2 separate regions of the Gossypium arboreum genome follow, and region 2 is linked to region 1. The links are chromatin contacts, called in public Hi-C maps. All regions are on one chromosome and are shown on one strand. The core of a region is the stretch at or near the end of the contact, and the rest is flanking DNA. Distances in the headings are between cores, read along the strand shown.

Region 1 (7,805 bases), core at 1,109-3,608:
TTTCATAACGTCCCAATTAGATGTAGATTGCCAACCATTAGAAGTTGATGTCATTCCCCAGTACGTATTTCCAGTATCAAACATTGACCCACCGAGGTGCATGTCCCATCCACTGACGGAGTGTCGTGTAGGGGTTGTGTATTACATATTGCTACTAAACACGGGCGCTTCCGTGTTTTGCAACTCACTAACAGAGTTTCGAGCAAGGGTCGTGTATTCCTCTCGAACAGCAATAGATGTTGAAGTCGCAAATGCATCATTTGGCGATGAAAATTGTATATATAACTTAATATAGGGTGATCCACTAGCAAGATGAGTCTGCAGCATTGCCTCCAAGCTACGAGCACTTTTGATGTCGAACAAGTCATATGTCACAGGATCAACAGAAGCACAAAATCGATACCTAATAGACAAAACTTTCATTGGCGTCATTCCAAAAATTTTACACCTAATTCTTTTACGAAATTTTGTCAAATCTATGTCCTGGTTAAAAACCAGTCACATTTTATTCTCTGATAAAAAAAAGCCATTCTCGGTGTGACGAACCTCTCCATCATAGTAAATAACAACACTAATACGTTCACTCATCTTCAATTTCTATTTTGCTTAACGTCTCTAATTTTTCTTGCTGTAACTTATGCAACCTGAGAATAAAATTTGGCTTATTTATAACCTCAGGCCAAATAGGAACTACTGTAGAAAAAGAGCGTCCATGTGGGAGCTTTTTTCAGTACTTTTGCTGACAGTGCATCCTGCTTGAAGCGTTTTTGACACTATTTGTTCAGAAACATCTTCTCAAAATTATTTTATCAGAAACTACTGTAGAAAAAGAACGTCCACGTGGGAGCTTTTTTTAGTACTTTTGCTGATAGTGCATCCTGCTTGAAGCGTTTTTGACACTATTTGTTCAGAAACATCTTCTCAAAATTATTTTTTCAAAAACTACTGTAGAAAAAAAGCGTCCACGTGGGATCTTTTTTCAGTACTTTTGCTAACAGTGCATCCTTCTTGAAGCATTTTTGACACTATTTGTTCAGAATCATCTTCTCAAAAATATTTTTTCAGAAATTACTGTAGAAAACAAGCGTCCACGTGGGAGCTTTTTTAAGTACTTTTGCTGACAGTGCATCCTGCTTGAAGCATTTTTAACACTTTTTGTTCAGAAACAACTTCGCAAAATTATTTTTTTAGATACGTCTTCTCTAATTTATTTTTTCAGATACGTCTTCTCTAATTTATTTTTTCAAAAATTACTGTAGAAATTTTTTTTATTGCTAATATATTTTTTCCATAACCCTAAACACAAAATTATTTTAAAAAACTAATCCATAATTTAATTAATTAACCCTAAACCTTAATCTAATTTATTTTTAAACTAATAATTAATGTAATTAAGCAACCCAAAACCCAAAACCCTAATTTTTAATTTTTTAAAAATTTCTAAATCTTAAATTCTAAACCTTAAACTCTAAACCCTAAACACTAAAACAATAACCTTAAATCCTAACCCTAAATGCAAAAAAAATCCTAACCTTAAAAAAAGGGGCAAAACTCTCCCCCAGAGACGCGCTTTTCTAACATGTCACCTGACATCGTGCTGACGTGGACGCACTTTCGAGGAATTCGGTGCTTTCCAGTAAATAATAAAAAAGTTGGCCCATTTCCATAAATATTAAAAAAAATGGCTTTTTCTTGTAAATTGTCTGATTTTTTTTTCATCGTTAATTTAATTTAATTTCTTTAATAAAATATTTTTCATCTGGTTTTTTTTTGGTTAAAAATAGATATGCTAATTTTGGCATTTTTCATAAATTCTTTGATATAATTTTTTTCAAGTCCTTAGACTTCATTGATTAACCATTTTTCCAAAAAAAAAAAAAAATCCATGTGGCAATATAAAATTTATCCACGTGTCAACTCTAGTTAGAGTTAACTTTGTTTTTGAAAGTAGAAGTATCGAGAGAATTTATCATTATCCATTTTTATTATTCTTCTTATACTTGCCTCTCAAAAGATAAATATTTAATTTTGCTAAAGTAAATTTTTTAACTTTTTCTGAATATATACATAAAACAATATAATTGCAGTCTTTTATCGGTGGAACTTTCTACTACAATTATGTTGTATACCATTGTTTGAATTCTATACAATTAAGAACTACAAAAGTGGAAAGGATCTAAGCTGGCCCTTGGAAATTACATGGGCTTCTCGTAATGTTGATACAATCATCCAACTGAGGCATGTGGGCTATTCTCTTACCCAAAGAAACTGGGCCAGTAGACATGTTCTTTAGGGTCCGAATACCCATCCAATCCTCCATTTTATGGGCATTTCCGTCAATCCAAAACATTCAAATACAAATTCCCCCGTTTTCACAATGCATAAAGATCCCGCCTTAGCTCTCGCTCTGCAACTCAACGTTTAAAAAGAAAATGGAGAAGATCTGCGTAGCAGTGAGAGTAAGACCTCCAATTTGCCATGAAAATTCTTCTTCAACTTTCTGGAGAGTCGATGATAATCAAATCTCTCTTCACAAGCTCCACGGCAGCCCAATTTCCTGCGTTTCTTACGCTTTCGGTAAATTTTCATTTCCCAAATCCTTTTTACCTTTCCAATTCCAATTCTCATTCCTTGAATTTTTTTTTTTTGTGTTTCTAGATCATGTCTTCGATGAGAATTGCTCGAATTCAGATATTTACGAGCTTCTTACTAAGGATATTATTCATGCTGCTGTGGACGGCTTTAACGGTTTAAATTTTATCCCCTTTTTTAGCCCTAATTTTGATGATCTGGTATAAAAATTGATTAATTTGTATATGATTTACAATTTTATTTATGTTTTAGGAACTTCTTTTGCATACGGGCAAACAAGCAGCGGCAAGACCTTCACTATGAACGGTTCATCTAACGATCCCGGAATTATTCATCGAGCAGTTAACGATATATTTCAGAAAATAAATATTGTAATTTAACGAAATTTGGTTCTTTCCCGAAGCAGTTAACGACATATTTTAGAAGCTTTGGCTTTGATTTTCTTGTTGTTGAATTGAATTCCCAGATCTCTGATCGAGAGTTTCTCATCCGAGTTTCCTACATGGAAATTTACAATGAAGAAATTAACGACCTTTTCGCTGTAGAGAATCAGAAATTGCAGATTCATGAGAATTTAGAGGTCAGCCATTGATTAAACTTTGATGCCGTATCAAATGTGTACCATAATGCTCAAAACTAACAGATTTTTTCTTGTTTGTTTTAGCGTGGGATTTTCGTTGCGGGTCTTAGGGAGGAAATTGTGAACAATGCTGAACAAGTGATGAAGCTCCTGGAGTCTGGAGAAGGTCCTTTAAACTTCTTTTTTTTGCCATTGGTTTAACTGGGTAGTTGTTTCTTTTTAATAATTTGTTTAAATCATTTTCCTTACAGTTAATAGGCATTTTGGTGAGACAAATATGAATGCACGAAGTAGTAGGTCTCATACAATATTCAGAGTGGTATGTTCTTTTAACATATTGTTGAACATAAACATTACTATTTTACTCTTAATATTCGTTGTATTTATGTTACATTACTAGGTGATAGAAAGCAAGGGAAAGGATACAGGCTCTTTTGGTGATTATTCAAGCAGTGATGCCATACGCGTCTCAGTTTTGGTATGTACCTTATATTACTATAGACTTTCCCCCCTTTTATCTAGTTTATACCTTGTCCCATTAGTTTTATGAATGTTATTTTAATTCCTTTATTTGAAAGCAGAATTTGGTTGATTTGGCTGGTTCTGAGCGGATTGCTAAGACTGGAACTGGTGGAGTACGTTTGAAGGAAGGAAAGTATATTAACAAGAGCTTAATGGTTCTTGGTAATGTAATTAACAAACTTAGTGATAGTGCAAAACAAAGGTACTTGTTTTGCTTATCCTGCGAGAAGTAACTTATTTGTATAGAATAACTATGTTCTAATTATATGAATTATTGACATGTAAAGGGCACATATTCCTTATCGTGATAGTAAATTAACCCGCATACTCCAGCCTGCTCTAGGAGGGAATGCGAAAACTTCAATTATATGTACTGTGGCTCCTGAAGAGGTGCGCTTACTTTGACTGTATGTGGTTATTCAATGGCTTGTTTTTGGTTTTCTTATCTTTCTGAGAAGGGGAGATGAAAATGACTCTCAACTGAGCATTCTGGTTTAATTTTATTATAGATTCATATTGAGGAGACGAAGGGAACTCTTCTTTTTGCTAGCAGAGCTAAACGAGTTACTAATTGTGCTCAAGTGAATGAGGTTGGTCATTTTCTTATATTGCACCACATTATCACAGAATATATGGATTTCCAACGCTAGCTTGTATATAAATCATAAAATCTATATTATTAATAGAACCCTTTGCTGAGTTGGTGTCACGGGTTAACCGGGTACCAACTCAGTTAGGAAATAAACAAATTCTTTACCACCACACCAATAATAATTCTTGAGTAAACTTTAAAAAATTAACTTTTAACATAAAATGTTCTCTCACCAAATTTGTGTTTTAGACATACCTATACGTGATTTCCGCACGCATACACATTTGATAGGATTTATAGTATTTATTATGTTGTTACATGACAGAGTAAGAGTTCAAGTTTTCATCTAGAATTTTTGTTTTAATTGATTTGGCATTGAGTTTGAAATGAAGTTAATCATAGTTTAACTTGTATCTAGGTTTTGACGGATGCAGCCCTACTGAAAAGGCAAAAGTTAGAGATAGAGGAGCTACGCAGGAAGCTTCAGGTGAGGATCAGGTGACATAAGCTAATATTAGACTTAAAAAGGCAATCTAAAATTGGTCACCTTTTTTCAGGGATCTCATGCTGAGGTGCTGGAGCAAGAGATATTAAAGCTGAGGAATGATATGCTTAAGGTTCATTATTTGTTTATTTCAAAAGGATTATAGATTTATAGTCTTCTAGCACCAATTATTAACATATACATTAACACATTTTTTATCTGCTTGTATTCCAATTTCAGTATGAATTAGAGCGTGAAAAGCTTGAAATGGAACTAGAAAAAGAAAGAAGATCACATAAAGAGCGTGATCGGTACATTAGAGACCAGCTGATGATGATCGAAAACCTAAGTAGTTTGGTTTCTGATGGTGATGGAAGCTCTAGTCAGGTATAACTTGTGCAGACTGCAAAATAAGAGTAAAGAAATTCCTATTTCTTTTCAGTGTGCTTCTAAATTCTGTTTGTGCTGCGTGGTTCCTAGGCCAGAAGATCACCTAGTTTGTGTATATTATAGCGATGTTACTTGGAAAACAATCCATCTATCTATCTTTTAGAACACTTGATTTATCATTAAAAATTGAAGTTTTTCATTCTGCTTTCTCGGCTACCCCTTTCAGTAATACACGTAATCACAAATCTTATGCTAATGAAGTACATCTATTCCTGCATTACATGTTCCCTTTATAACTTCCTCTACCATATTCTATTGACAGCAATGTCTAACTTTTATTGGGCTCAAACTTACACATGAAGTATAGGCCGTAAATGAACTGCGGTTGCAAGTATCATTTTATTTTGTCATCTGGAGATTTGGACCAACTGATATGAATTCTAAATCGGTGCAGAGCTAGTCATATGATTAATTATTAATGTATTTATAATCTTTTAGTTCGTCTCTAGGAATCCATTCTCTAATATGAAGTTTGACATCAAAATTGAAGCTGACCGATCAAAGAATTATTCATTATTTTAGGGTCAATTCTTCTTTTAGTTGTTGTTGTTGTTATTTCTATGCTGAGGACAATTTATAAGTTTGCTTTTTGGCGAGGGCAGGGATCCATGAAAGAAAGCCCAATAGAAGAATGTAATAATAGGGGAGATGGTTTTAAAACACCTTGTTTTAGAGCAGCTCCCAAGGCCTTTGTCGCCAAGAGATCAAATTATTCACAGTTGCCAGACCTCAGTCCTCTTCCAGATTCTTTTAGCGATGTAGCTGATGAAGACACTTGGTTCAAAATAAACAAGGGTTACATAGCAGACCTGGATTCACTTCAAACAACACCTGCAAGAAAAGTTCAATCCTTTCCACCAGAAGATGTTACTCCTGTGAGTTGATAATTTCAAAGTCATTTTATCTTCCATCTTTCTATCCGTCCCATATGTGTTTTTAGTAATGCCTTTCTCTGTCATAAATCGATATTGGTCGTAATAAGGGCTGCATAAGTTAAATTTAATTAATGGTTTCTTTTTCAGAATTATTTGAATAAGAAATACAAAACGGAACTCCAAAATCTCAAGAGACGGCTAGAACTTGTCACTGAAGAGAAGAACGAACTCCAGGTCAGTACATTTGCTACTTGTTTAACCACCTTAGGGACTTGACATTTTCATCACTAAATTTCTGGACAATTCATACTTCCACTGTTTCAATTGTTGCATTCACAGAGAAAGCTTGCAGAAGATATAGAAGTGAAGGATAGATTAAAGGGTGATATATCTAAACTTAAACAAGAAGCATTACTAGCTAGGGAAATGCCTCAAAGGTTGTGTGATTCTGTGACAAGTTTTAAAGATACATACGAGGAAGTTTTGTCAAAGATGCAGGTCAAAATGCATTATGTTAGTCTAATTCAACTTTTCATTTCTAATTTGTATCAAAATATTAACCTCCTTGTTGCCATCCTTTCAAAACAGAGGTATACATTTGATGGGAAATCTTCAACTGCAAAACTGCTCCGTTGCATATGTGAAATTGGGTCAATCCTTTTCTCGACTATGGAAACTAGTATCTCCAACACAACGGATCGTCACAAATTGTCATCTGGGAATGACTCTCTAATACAAGAATACAACAAAATGCTTTCCGAAAAGCTAAAAAGCACAATTACATCCTTGATTCTATCCGAAACAGCAAGCTCTGAGGATAAACAAACCAAGACTCCATGCAGCTGCAACTTTGAGGTAGCTGCCTGGTCAAGATACCATGTATCCATTTTGGTTTTATTTTTCGTGATGATTTTAGGATATTTCGTTTCGTTCTTCAGGACATTGATTTTCTGAACTCTTTTTGCTATATATTCTCTACATTTCATGGGTTGTGTCAATATTGTGTAGTGAGCAAAAATGGAACTCCAATAATTCCTTCGAAGTAGTGTTTGTCCTCTGCAGAATGAAAATTTCCAGGATGACCAATATTTTAGAACTACTATACATTTCATTAAATAAATTCTTAACTTTCTTGTTATATGATGTGGAAAAATGTCGAAAATTGATTTTTTTAATTATTTTCTTAATGCTTATTTGATTTTTGGAAATTATAGAAACTATAAGTGAATTGTAAAGGATCTTGATGACGTACGTTTCCAAATAACCCTATCAGAACCCAAAGAAGGGCAAGGAGTAGGAATACTTACTATTTGCTTAACGACATCATCAAACAACCAGACGCGAAACAGATCAAGGTTCCAATCTCCATTAGACGTGACATCTTCATTGAGAGATCAATTCAAATTAAGATTAACATGCGCAAGAATATGCAAAAATAGAATATCTAAAGTAGGAATCCAAGAATCCTTCCAACAACGTATACTAGTGTCGTTACCTATATACTAGGCTAAATTCTAACAAAATAAAGGGCCAAACCTTGGAAAGAGACCTTTACAGATGCGAGCATTAGCTTCGAACAATAGAATTAGATAATTGTTCTTTCAAACCATACTTCGCTCGGAGAAGTCATACCTATAAGGCATTATCCTTGGAAACTAAATTGAACCCAATCTTCATAAGAAATGAAGTGCTTTGATCATGCAAATGTCG
Region 2 (6,904 bases), core at 1,392-3,891, 210 kb after region 1:
TCTGTATAGGGTCAAGTTCTCGCGATAATTGCAGAGGTGAATGAGTTACATCTTCATTGTTGGGTGACGAAGTAGAGGACATGAAATCCGAGAGCGCCATCGGCATTGAAATGGAAAGCTGAGTCCGGTCTGATTGAACATCAGCTTCAGGCAAGAAAATGGAAGAGCAGTCGGACTGGGTTTTAGGCCAGCCATCAAAGAACTGGCGAACTGATCGATGTGATTCGGTTTCTTGACTATCAAGATCTTGAGAACAGCCAAAATTAATGCACTTAATGAGGGAATAGCTTTTGTGGGAAGGGTTAAGGAGTGACTCAGAAGAAACAACTCCAAACTCATTCCCAGGAGCAGTATCATGCATTCTTTCACCAATGCTTTCTTTATTCAGAAGCCACCTGCAGAAAGTAACCAATAGATTTTGAATCCATCAATGGCTAGTTCGTCAAATACCGATATATGTTAATTACAAGTATGCTGGGAGGATTATCGTATCACCTGTTTAGTGGACCAGAGTGCGAAAGATTTGATTCACCAGCAGTCTGCTGCTGTGCAATGGTGAGGCTGTTGGACTCACCGTTTCCACCGTTTGGCCCTACCACTGATGCTGAAGAGAACGAGACAGAATGCATCAGCTTGGTGGTAGTAGTGGTGGTGGATGCGGTGGAACGTCCGGATTGACCTTCCACAGGCTTTCTTGAACGATGGCGGCCCCTGTTCATATGCCGCTCACAATACTTCTGGTCGGCAACCGCATCTCTTGAGCACCGCCATTTCTTTCCATCTGTTCTACGACACCGTCCTGGCTCCGGATCAGTGTTGTTTGAGAACCCAAGATGGAAAGCTCCCCATCCCACTGCTGGAAAACACCCCAAGAACAAATAAATGGAACACCCTTGTGAACAAAACAGATTAACAAACAAAAAAAAAATGCACTACAACTAACAAACAGAAGAAAATGTACTTAGTTAAATCTGCGTTTGGATACAAATTACATGAACAGTTAAAAAACAAAGGAAAAAGTTTTGATTTTCTTACTTCTCCAAGAGACAGGAACTTACATGTATTGGGTCTGAGGAGTCCACCAGAAAAGCTAGAGAAACCAGCAGAATCAAGGGCTTTTCTTATAGGAATGAGAAGAGTTGATGGTATTGGCACATTTGCAGTCATGTATTTATAGATCAAAGCCTGATGTTCTAGCTCCATCCATTGAGATGAAGTGAATGGTCCACCATTCATATTTGCACCATTAAATCCTCCAGTATTGTAGCCTGAAACAAAAAGACTGCACCATCAAAAAAAGACGGAACAAAAAGAAAACATATGAAGACAGAAAAGCCAAAAACTTTCAAGGCTATCAAAGCAGCATAGTGGAAATGAAAAAGTTTTTAGATTTTCCTCTTAAGAGAAAAAAGGGAAAAAGGGACTGTTTAGAAAGTGGTGAAGGCAAGTTAATCCAGAAATCATAAACTTGTCTGCAACATTTGAGTGATGGATTTGTGGCCTTTGAAACAACAAGCAAACATTACATAAAAGGAAGATGGGGGAAAAGGTAAAGATAACAAAAAGGAAACATAAGAATAACCCCAAAACAATCAAAAGATGGACCATTTGATTCTCTCACTCTCCACTATTATTCTTTCCTTCTTGCACAAATGTTCTTCTTTCCTTCCCTTGCTCATTGTTTGGATTATTACCAAAAATATTTTTCACCCCTAAATCAGGAAGATGATTGACAAGACTCTAAAACACAACACCACTCTTAGATTTCCATGAAAAGAACCTTCACCAGAAACTCAAATCAGAAAACCAAAAACAAAACATGTCTGATCCTTGGTTGCAACTCACAAGCATGCTGTATTTCATTTCCACAAATGTTGTTGAATAGATCATTAACAATCCCCCCCAATATATATATATACCTGTATTTCTAGTACATGCTGGTGATGTGAGATGAAAGTAAGGGAATATGACATTTTGGGAACTCCTCCCCATTGAAAGAGCTTCTAATTTGGGAGCAGAAAAGCTCAGCATTTGCTGCTGTTGTTGTCCATCAAAGAAGATAGAGGTATTAGATCGAAATAAAGTATTTCTGTGTTGGGACAGCACTGCCTTGGAGGCTGAAATATCATCAAATTTGGCCAGCTTTGAACTCCTCCAGTCATCTTCATTACTGCCAGATCTCTTTTGCTTGAGAAACGCAGATCCATACAACTTCTGCTTTGTCTCAGATTCTGAAGCAACCAAAGTAAAACCAGTACTAGTCTCTGAACCCACAATACCCTCCAAACCCACCACCCCAAAATCCATATAGAAACCCCCCCCCCCCAAACCCCCCTACTTACAAAAGCACTAGACTCGAGAAATGAACCATTGGGTTATTGCAAGAACTAAAAACAAAAGCTTCATGGTTTAAGCTTCGTCTCAAGAATCAAACCAGACTAGTCTTTTTCAAAAGATTTGATGTTTAGAGAGAAAAATAAATAAATAGAAACAGTGAGAGCTTGTCTTAAATACCACACTCTCTGTATATATACATACAAAAATGGATATATAGTATATAGAGATTAGGAATATATAGGAGCTGCTGCTGCCATTGTTTAAGTAACGAAAAGTTTTATCCAATATTTAAGACTTGAGTTGATACAACATAGATCACTCTAACACGTTAAGAAAGCCCTTTCACATAATAATTTTCTTCTGTTGGGAGTATTAGAATTACAGAAAACTCCTTCGAGAGTTGGATAATTTACTCTAAACAAAATGTTCTTTGTCAGATACATGGAGGATTTATTTGTCTTTAACGTGCAAACTTCAGCACTTTTTAACTTTTCTCGGTTCACCTTTTAAGAAATCTTTTTGGGTTTTGAGTTTTATATGTAGAATGGAAATAAAAATTTGGGGTTACCAAAAATAATAATATAAAATTAGGTTGAATATTACTAATTTATTGAATATTTCAATATATTATATATTAGGAATCAATTTCAAACTTAAACAATTCTTTCCTTTTATCTATCTTGATAAAAGAAAAGGGAAAACATAATTTATGCATTTAAATACCATATTAATTATGTATAATATATTTGACTATAAACTTCTAAATATTTAATTACGATTTTGTTTCTTTTATCAATTATTTAAATATGTTTTATTTATTTGCATTTTTATTCTTTGTATATTTAATTATATTATTTTTAATATTTTATTCTTATGAGTATTATAGTAATTTGTTATAAATATAAGTTTAATAATTATTGTTCGACATTATTTTAATTCTATTCTTCTAAGAAAATTAGAAATCCTATCCGAAAATCACATATTTAAAACAATTGTGTATCTAAAATAACATACAATGAATAAAGAAATGTATGGTTTGAAATTAATTAATTGTAATAATATATGAAAAATGTACAAGGTTAAAATAAAAAAGATTAAATTGTAAGTAAAATAAAATTTAAACACATAAATATATCAAATAAATAATACTAGTTGCACTACAATTATTTATAATGATTTTGTCAACAATTATGAGTTAATATCAAGTTGACTTGTGACACCAACTAAATTAACAATATTATCGATATATACAACTAATGGAGATTATGTTAAATATATATATATACATATAATATATACATTAAAATGAAGCTTTGATTGAATAGTAAATTTAAGATTTATTAATTCAATTGTCGAAGGTTTAAATAATATTTTAATTAGTTTTTGTTAAAATGAAATGAAAACACAAAATGCCTTCAAATAGTATAACCTATTTTGATTATGAAAAGACATTTATGTAATTTTCTAATTGAATTAATGACTTGATTAGAAGTGACACAAACTCAGTAAAATATTTAATAAATAGTATAGATATTATTATAATATTATCTATTAATTAATTATTTATATTTAATGTGACTATTTTCATAATTTAAATTTAAACACTATTTATATTATTTTAATATTATTATTATATCAATTGAATCTTAATTCAATTGTAATAATATTATTAACAATGAAAGGAGATGTACCGACCTATTAGTATTTTTAAATATTCTTGTCTTGCAACAAAACAAAACTTAATTTGTTGCCTTGCCTTGAAAAGTCTGCTAGCTAACGGTTTCTTTTTATTAATAATATATTTTTATTCTTATCTCAAAGTTAAGCTTAAAAGAAGACCAAGAGAAGTGGTGAGCTCCATGAAGTCATGTGACAAGGATGCATTGCCACGTGACAGACACCAAAAAGGAAAATCTACTCTTTCCAAGGCCCTCTTTAATTTTATAACAATCTCTCTCATGGAAATGCTTGAAATCAAACACCAATCCATAGATTTTCTATTTTTAGATGGTAATTATTTGAATTCTTTTTTTTAAATTTAAATTTCTATTATCTTCTAAATATTTCAAAAAAAATTACTTAATCATTTCACATATTTAACATATTCAAATACTAAATCAATCTATTCAAATAATTTGTCTTTTGAATTTGAATTAAAAAATTAATATCTATATGTTGATTTAAGTATAAATAAGTTATTCTTTTAAAAATTATTATATTTAAAATAAGATAAAAATAAAATTAATGTATTAAAATGTATTATTTCAATAACATTATAAATTGATAAAACAGCATGTTTTCAAATATAAGCTTATAAATAAATAATTTACTCTTATTAAAAAGAAATAAAAATAATATAAAATTATAATTTCATACAAATCTTTCTTATCAAATAAATAATTTACTCTTTTCATAAACTCAATACTAAATAACATTCATCAAGGCATCTTCCTAAGTCTTATTCTTCCTAGGACAACTTCAAATTCATTGTCTTCAATAATTATTGAGACAAACTTTTGCTGCTTCATTCAATTTTATTCATACTTCATAAGTAGATGTAGTTGCAAATGTAATTATAGTAGATCTGGTTGAAAAACATACTCGAAATTATGATTTTTTTTTTAAAAAAATAAGTTTTTATGGCCTTAAAAATATCTAATCATCGATAATTTTCTCAACATTAAACTTTTCGTACCAAATTCCTATAATTTTTTCTTTGAATATATATAACGTTTCATGGTTTAAAATTTGCTCGGGATATTGTTAGCAGCTTTTGTGAAATGTGCAATTCCCCCATCTCTTCTTTTTCTTGATATTTTATTATAAAAGAAATTTTTAAATAAGTTTTGTAATGATACTAACTATTATTAATTCATTAACTCATTAGTCTGTCGAGTCTTGACTCGTATTTTGTATGGGTTCGCATATGCATAGTGCTTGCACATGGACGAGCACTAAATGAGGATGCGTAATATGGGTTTGCCTTCAGTGATGGAGGCAAAGAAAAAAATCTGGGGAGCCCGGAATTAAATTATATATTTTTACAATCGTAAAAATACAATTTTACCATTTTAATAGACTATATCTTTATAATTTTTAAATAATTAAATTAAATTTTTATTATTTGGGGGGCCAAAGTGTATTTTTACCATTACTAATTTAAAATTTTATAAATTATAAATGGCTTAAATAGAAAATTTTCTATTTTAAAGGAGGCTGGGGCTCCTGCTTGCCCCCTTTAGCTCCACTACTACTTCACATGGTGTGAACCCACTTTAAGTATACACGTATTAACACTAAGGTAAGGTACGTGTCATCATGCATGAAAACCTACCTAAAATGTCACATCTATGAACAATGTTCATATTATATGAATATACAGAGTTAACCCATTTGAAGAGACACACAGAGAAACACTCAACAATTTGGTGCAACAATTGTTATGATACTAACTATTATCAACCTACTGACCCACTAGTCCTTCGGGTCCTGATCTGCACTCTGTATGGGTTCGTACATAGGCGAGCACAAGATGAGGACGCACAATATGGGTTTGCCTACACATGGTGCGAACCTACTTTAAGTATACACATGTTAACCCTAAGGTAGAATACGTGTCATCATGCATGGAAACCTACCTAGTATGCAACATCTATGAACAATGATCGTATCATAGAAATACACAGAGTTAACCCATTTGAAGGGGCACGCGGAAAAACACTCAATAAGTTTAAAAGATTTAGTAGTTTAATTACATAAATTTATGAAAATATAAAATAATAATATCCAAATATGTTATTGTATATTTATACCAATTTTTAAGGAAATTATTTGGTAATTTGTGAGTAGAGTTTTAAACTCTACAAATAGAGTCAAGAGATTGACAAGTGTCCTATAATAATATAATAAAATAATAAAATATAAATATTTTATAAAAAACACACAACAAATTTTAAAATTACTTGTAGAATAAAAATATTTATACTACTAGTGTACCAAATACTAATTTTTTATCTCGAGTTAATTTGATTCAGATACAATTTTTTTTATTGTGTCGGATGCATAACACAATTCAGATCTTTCTTTTTCTAATGAAATAAAGTTTTACGAAGATAAATAAAGAATTAATCATTCAAATGAAAAAGAAAATAGAAAGAAGTAAAAAAAATGGTGAAGGCAAATATTACGCAAGAAGGACGGGGAAGAATCTAAGAGAAAAAAGATATAACAAAAGTTGGTAAAAAGATTGATATAACATAAAAGTAGATGGTAATGATGGTTCACATTCAGTGGGGTGGATATTATAACAGCATGTTTGGTTGGATGGAATTGCTATTCTATTCCGTCACTATTCCGCGCGCTACAGTAAAGCAGTAGTTTGTTTCACAATTTAAGTGATTCCACAGAATGGCTATTGCACCCTTATTCCCTCAGCTACTGTAATAGCCATTCAGGGGTTGGAGGTCTGAATTGCTATTCAACGCCAGAACTGTAATAACATTTTCACATTTTTAGACCAAAATAGCCTGCCTCTCTTTTTCCCAAAATTCTCTCTAGATTTCTTCTT

The links. A called contact is a pair of places that touch in the nucleus more often than the background predicts.
Region 2: a Hi-C map of leaf shows a contact between it and region 1, with 2.8 times the contacts expected there. The contact joins the promoter of LOC108474554 here to the promoter of LOC108474879 in region 1. A contact is called at or near these places in 2 of 5 Hi-C or Micro-C datasets (both in leaf).

What each region holds. Positions count from the first base shown.
Region 1 is chr3:117,270,277-117,278,081 of ASM2569848v2, forward strand. LOC108474879 (kinesin-like protein KIN-7N) reads left to right here and starts at 2,359. Exons shown (of 17, transcript XM_017776915.2): 1 at 2,359-2,577; 2 at 2,659-2,748; 3 at 2,845-2,963; 4 at 3,059-3,172; 5 at 3,257-3,338; 6 at 3,424-3,491; 7 at 3,573-3,650; 8 at 3,754-3,896; 9 at 3,982-4,084; 10 at 4,204-4,284; 11 at 4,705-4,773; 12 at 4,844-4,903; 13 at 5,011-5,157; 14 at 5,823-6,095; 3 more. The coding sequence starts at 2,433. The coding sequence ends at 7,049. It overlaps LOC108475171, which reads right to left and starts at 423. Exons shown (of 2, transcript XM_017777160.1): 1 at 146-423. The coding sequence starts at 423.
Region 2 is chr3:117,484,693-117,491,596 of ASM2569848v2, forward strand. It overlaps LOC108474554 (growth-regulating factor 1-like), which reads right to left and starts at 2,642. Exons shown (of 4, transcript XM_053026219.1): 1 at 1,920-2,642; 2 at 1,059-1,268; 3 at 496-856; 4 at 1-395. The coding sequence starts at 2,307.